Linked DNA regions of Mus musculus: region 2 is linked to region 1. Evidence: chromatin contacts called from public Hi-C data. All regions are on one chromosome and are shown on one strand. Each heading gives the region's core, a stretch centred on a gene start, on an enhancer-like site or on the middle of the called end of the contact. The rest is flanking DNA. Distances are from core to core; before and after follow the strand shown. Region 1 has its middle 93 kb from the start of Gm31614. Region 2 has its middle 72 kb from the start of Gm31816.

Region 1 (2,628 bases), core at 49-2,548:
CTCTCTGAGGGACCCCTAGAAACAACAGAACACTGGTTAGCTAGGACTATCTCTGCATCAAGAGATCCAAGTCCTGGTCAATTGCTCACAATAGAGATAAGGCCAAGTAGCTGCAGGAGTAGGGGAGACCTGTAAGCTCTGGCCTGGATCACTGGGAAGTGAAGAGGAGGCACCAGGTCCTTTAGGGAGGTGGAGGCATACTGCACTGGCCTCTTTGTCTCCAGCAGCTCCAGAGGCCTCCATTCCTGAGCCAGTGTTCAGAGTCCCCTGCCCCATTGCCAGCTAAGCCTGCACTGTCTCAGGACTGGTGACTCAGCAGCATTTTCTGCTCTTCTCAACCAAGGGGCCAGGGAGGCCATCTTCCCAAGCTCTGCCACTCCCCAGCCTGGACTGTCTACCAGCCTCACCCCCATCCCATTCTCCCTTCTCCCACTGGTGCCTCATTTCTTCATTCATGGGCAGCCTCCCTCTGAGATTAGGAGAGTTTCACCAGCCTGGTTGGGAGTCATAATAGGGCGTGGTGCTTCTGTTGTTTTTGGGAATCTGAACTACAGCTTGCAGAGACAGGAGAAGGGAAGCAGAGAGAAGAGAAAGAAGGGTTAGGAGGGAGAGTAGGAAAGCAGAGAAGAAAGAGTATAGAGAGGGGAAGGAGAGGAAGGCAGGAGAGGTGGCTACTGGGGGACAAGGTGGTTGAGATGTGAATCAAAATATGTCTTTCCTACCCAGATGGAAGACATGGGAGAGATAGGTCTGGGGAAGCCACTGTGTGTGCTGGTGTTGGGTAGACAGCATAGTGGGGTTGGAAGGAGAAAACAAATAGAATGAAAGTGATCCTCCCTAAAAAGGGGGGAAGGAAAAGAGAGGTGGGGTGAATTGCAAACTGAAGACAGAGAAGAGAAGGATGCGGAAGTGAGGACCTCTGAATCACAGGAAGGGATGGCCACCCAAACCAGAACCCTCAGCATGGGGGTGAACCTAACACACAGGAACATACAGGCAAGGGTGCACGGCAGTCTGAGGTGTGTGTCAGGGGCATCCTGAGCTGCTCTGCCCTCTGATGGGGTCCCTTGTCTTGCCCGGGCTCCTGAAAAGGGGTGGTCTCTGCAGGACTGGCTTTCCTGTGCCTGTCTACTGCCCAGTCCAGGAAACTTCCACTCGTGATTAGACGAGGAGAGGCCAAAATCTTCATTCCTCACACTTGTCACCCCAAATTGGATCTAACCGCCTCTCTCCCTGCCTCTCTCCCTCCTAGTTTCCTTAGTAACTGACAGTTCCCCAGTGAATGCCAGACCCTGGGTGACAGACCGCTGTCACAGTCTCTCTTCTGACTGTCCCTCCCCAACCCACACAGACTCACAGACTTGGGTGGGGGTGTGAGGATGCCAGGGTAGACGGGGGGGGGGTTAATTAAAACATGGGGGGATCATTTATTACCCCACCAAGAGGAAGCCTTAATTACTCTATGTGAGGCTGGGGCATGCCAGAAGAGGTGGCTACACAGGGGCACAGGGAGGAGACTAAGCCCTGTCTCCTTCCTCCTTCCCTCTCTATGAGTCTGTCTTGGGTGGGAGAGGTGTGAGGTGGGTCTGTAGAAATGAAGGGGTACTTGTGTGTGTGTGTGGGGGGGGAAGCGGAGGGTGAAACCCGATTGTGTTCATTAAGGCAACACAAAACTGGGAGCCGTAATAATAATTAAATTAATTATAAAAGCAATTTGCTTTTGAAAATTTGATTTGACAGCTTACTAGTGGCCGCACCGATCTAGCGGCTCTGGCTTAAAAATAGTTAGAACGACAACAACAACAACAACAACAAAAAACCCAACCAGATGAAGCAGCAGCTAATTTTAATTAGATGCTGGGTTGGTAAACAGAATTCAGCACCACCCTTTCATTGGGGCTGACTCTGGTTTACGGGATGTCAGGATTGGTTTGGGGGAAGGTAGGGGAGGAGTGGCGGTTTTCTTCCTTCTGAGAGCAGCCGCAGGCTCTGGAGTTCCAGGCACAAGTGCCAAGGGTGGGTTCCCTTCCTTCCCACTGCCTAGCCAATCTGCTCAGAGCCCCTTTCTGGGTTTTGTCCTGGGTGACCTTGGCAGAGTCTGCTGTTTCTGGGCTTGCTGCAGTTCAGCTGTGTGGGGCTACATGTGCATGTATGTGTATATGTGCATTCATGAGTGCTTACGTGGATGCAAGTGACTTGTATGTGTGTGTGCTAGAGAGAAAATTGTTTAGTATATATAGCATATTATATAGACTGCACCTACTGAAACACTTGCAGGGAGAGGGAAGTGGGCCAGGCTGCAGTGCTGGCCACAGTCTCTAGAAATCTCTACAGTCTCAGAAGCAGAAGTTTTAGTGAAGGCCAAGGAGGCTGAGTCTGGCAGGCAAGTCTGCTGTCTCCCCAGAGCCTCAGGAGTCTGGGCACCCCGGGCCCCTTCTCTCCCAGGACAAGCATGTGTTCTGGCTCACCCGCCATGCTGTCAGTCTCTCCCACCCACTCCCTACGGTGTGCAGGGATTTGGTTCATCCTCAGTGCCACTGCCTGGCACAGAGCCCAGCATATAATGGGCATCCAATAAGTGTCAGCTGAGTGGAACAAAACCCCAGCCACCTGCACCCTCTGACCACC
Region 2 (2,628 bases), core at 71-2,570, 700 kb after region 1:
GTGTGTGTGTGTGTCTGCCTGTGTGTGTGTGTGTCTGCGTTACAGTCTCGTGGGTGTGTGTATATGTACATGCAGATGTACCCAAGGAGGCCAGATGTTAAGTATCTTCCTCAGTCTCTCCATAAGCCTGGAGCTCAGTCAGTCAGTGGGCCGGGTAGCCAATCAGCTCCAGGGATCTGCCTAGTTCCTCCTCCCCAGCTATGAGATTACAGAAGCACGCCTCCATACCTGGCTTTTGATGTGTGTGGATGGAACTCAAGTTCTCATGCTTGCATGGAAAGCATTTTACCAAAGTAAGCCTTGTCCTCAGCCTTCAGCTTAATTTAGTAGGTACTGAGTACTAGGGTCTTTGGAATTGCCTGAGCAGATTAAACAAGGTCTCTCTCTCTCTCTCTCTCTCTCTCTCTCTCTCTCTCTCTCTCTCTCTCTCACACACACACACACACACACACACACACACACACACACCACTCACCCATAAGAAAATCGAATGTGCCACAGAACCCAGAAATAACGAGAGACATCCCATAGTGTTCCCTCAGAAGGGATCTGTGATCCCTTCCTGCCACCATTTGCCCTTCTCTCCTCAGTCTTTGTTACGATATCACCAAGTCACTGGGCAGCCACTCTCCAGGAGAAACCCCGCCCCTCTGCAGCCCTGGCAAGCTGAGCCCTTGCTCCTTCGTTGGTGTACATCATAAATGTGTAATGCCAGTCTACGAAAACCACCCAGCCCAACCCGCTCTGCCTTGCATCGCTAACAGCCTTATCAAAGGGTTCCCTTCTGAGCGTGGAGAAGAGAGAGCCCTCCAGGTTTTGATTCATGGCAGGTGAAGGCTGCATGTGCTGAGAACTGATTGAAATCAGCGAGGTCAACAAAGTACAGCCGAGAGCGCCCAATAATTGGGAGAGAGGCATCGCTTCCTGGTTGTCCTGTATCCCCCTATACTCGCAGGCTCCCACTTCTAAAAGGAAATCTTTGTCTTACACACTTTACTGCACTGGCAAATGCTCTGTTTTTATAAACTTGAGATTTTGCTGACCCACCTGTCCTTTCACTTTGTCTTGTAAACGGTCTAGCCATGGGATGGCCCGGGGTGGGGTTGGGGGTGGGGCAGGAGGGAGGTGGCTGGAGATTGAAGGGAAGGGATTTTGGAAACTGTTTTTGTTGTTTTGCTTTGCTTTGTTTTGTTTTGCTTTGCTTTGCTTTATTTTGCTTTGCTTTGTTTTTTTTTGGGGGGGGGGCAGCATCCCACCTCCGTGTGCCCATTCATTCAGGAGATGCGCACAGGCACCCTTCCATTTTGTTGCGTGAGAGGAAAGCCTGCCCTCTAGCTCCACAGCCCTTTGATGCAGATAGGAGTACTGCTTTACAAAAGGAATCTAATGAGTTCAAAGGAAATGGCTGCATTCTAGCGGAACTCTCAATTCTCCAAGAACTCAAGCCTTCCTTCCACATTCTCCGTATCCCGCTCCCTCTCCTCTCCCACCCTTTCCCTTCATCCCTCCCTATCTCTCTCTCTTCCCCCCTCCCTTTCCCTTATCCTTTTTCTTTCTCCCCGGTCCACTCATTTTACTCTTCCTTTAAGGAGGTTCTAGGCTGAAAGTTCTTGGAAAGGAAGCATGGGGCTTCTGTCCCAGGCACCCAGAGGACTCGGCACAGCACAGCACAGGGTTGGAAGCTGGCCCAGCCCCTAGGCTGGAAGGGATGTTCAGCTGAGAGGAGAGGGAGTTGAATAACGGTTCAGTCTGCTCTATGTGGAACTGGAAGCCATCATGGGGACCCTTGTGAAGAGGAGAAGCCTTGACTGACCCAGAGCCTTGGAGACCGCCAGCGAGAGAGCAGGGGCTTCCACAAAAAGTCTGGAAGAGCGTCTGAGTTGAGCTTTGATGCTATGGAGCTGGGCTGGGCTTCATTGTATCAGAGGGAACTAAGCTTTGTTTTCTATTGTTGTTGATTGTCACCCAGCTCTGTGTCTGCTCAAAGAAATAAGCCTTTTGAGACCTGCCCTGTGGGCAACATAACTCCTTAATCCCTGTCACACAGGAAGCTAGGGAAGTCAAAGCTACCATCCAGGCCTGGAGAATATCACTTGTAATCGTCAAAAAATATGTAGCTCTTGGATTGAATTTTTTTCTGCTGGTTTCAAAGAGTCTCTAAAGCATATGCTGCCACCCATGGATGCAAAGAGGAGACCTTGTCACAGTAGGATGCTCACCTCCATGTGTAAATTCAGAGGTTCACAACCAGAAGTGTCATCAGCAAGTTTAGCAGCTATGCCTGCCCCGCCGTGGATCTCTCTCTACAAGAGCTCCCTCTCAGAATCAACCTGCCTGCTTCCCCTGCAGTCCGCTGCCCCAGGAAACCTCCTGAACAAACAAATATGACAGATAAGAACAAGTTTTGATAGAGATGCGCAGCTACGGAAACCTTTGTACATTACTGAGAGGAGTGTAGCCGTTTGGAGAGTTTCTGACTAAATTAAGCAGATGATCTGATCCTATACTTCCACCCTCCAGAGAGACACCCATGACAAATGCAACGCCACAGTGCATAGAGGTCCGTCCCCATAAAGCATGAACGTTCATAACAGCATTATTCAAAACAGACAAATGGTGCAACAGCCA

What was found. Hi-C and Micro-C count contacts between places; a contact is called where the count stands out from the background.
Region 2: a Hi-C map of cortical neurons shows a contact between it and region 1, with 2.8 times the contacts expected there. The contact joins two enhancer-like sites. A contact is called at or near these places in 9 of 484 Hi-C or Micro-C datasets (the N1E-115 cell line, cerebellar granule neurons, cerebellum and 4 more) and 2 of 115 datasets of contacts at active chromatin or transcription factors (VIP interneurons and embryonic basal ganglia).

What each region holds. Positions count from the first base shown.
Region 1 is chr9:46,736,248-46,738,875 of GRCm38.p6, forward strand. No RefSeq gene overlaps it. Among named protein-coding and RNA genes, the nearest start is that of Gm31614, 93 kb to the right of the region's middle. Within about 2 kb of position 1,299, at least 22 of the 459 cell types and tissues checked have an H3K27ac peak or open chromatin away from gene starts, as enhancers often do. A contact at or near this core is called in the N1E-115 cell line and cortical neurons, where this site is marked.
Region 2 is chr9:47,438,976-47,441,603 of GRCm38.p6, forward strand. No RefSeq gene overlaps it. Among named protein-coding and RNA genes, the nearest start is that of Gm31816, 72 kb to the left of the region's middle. Within about 2 kb of position 1,321, at least 13 of the 459 cell types and tissues checked have an H3K27ac peak or open chromatin away from gene starts, as enhancers often do. A contact at or near this core is called in the N1E-115 cell line and cortical neurons, where this site is marked.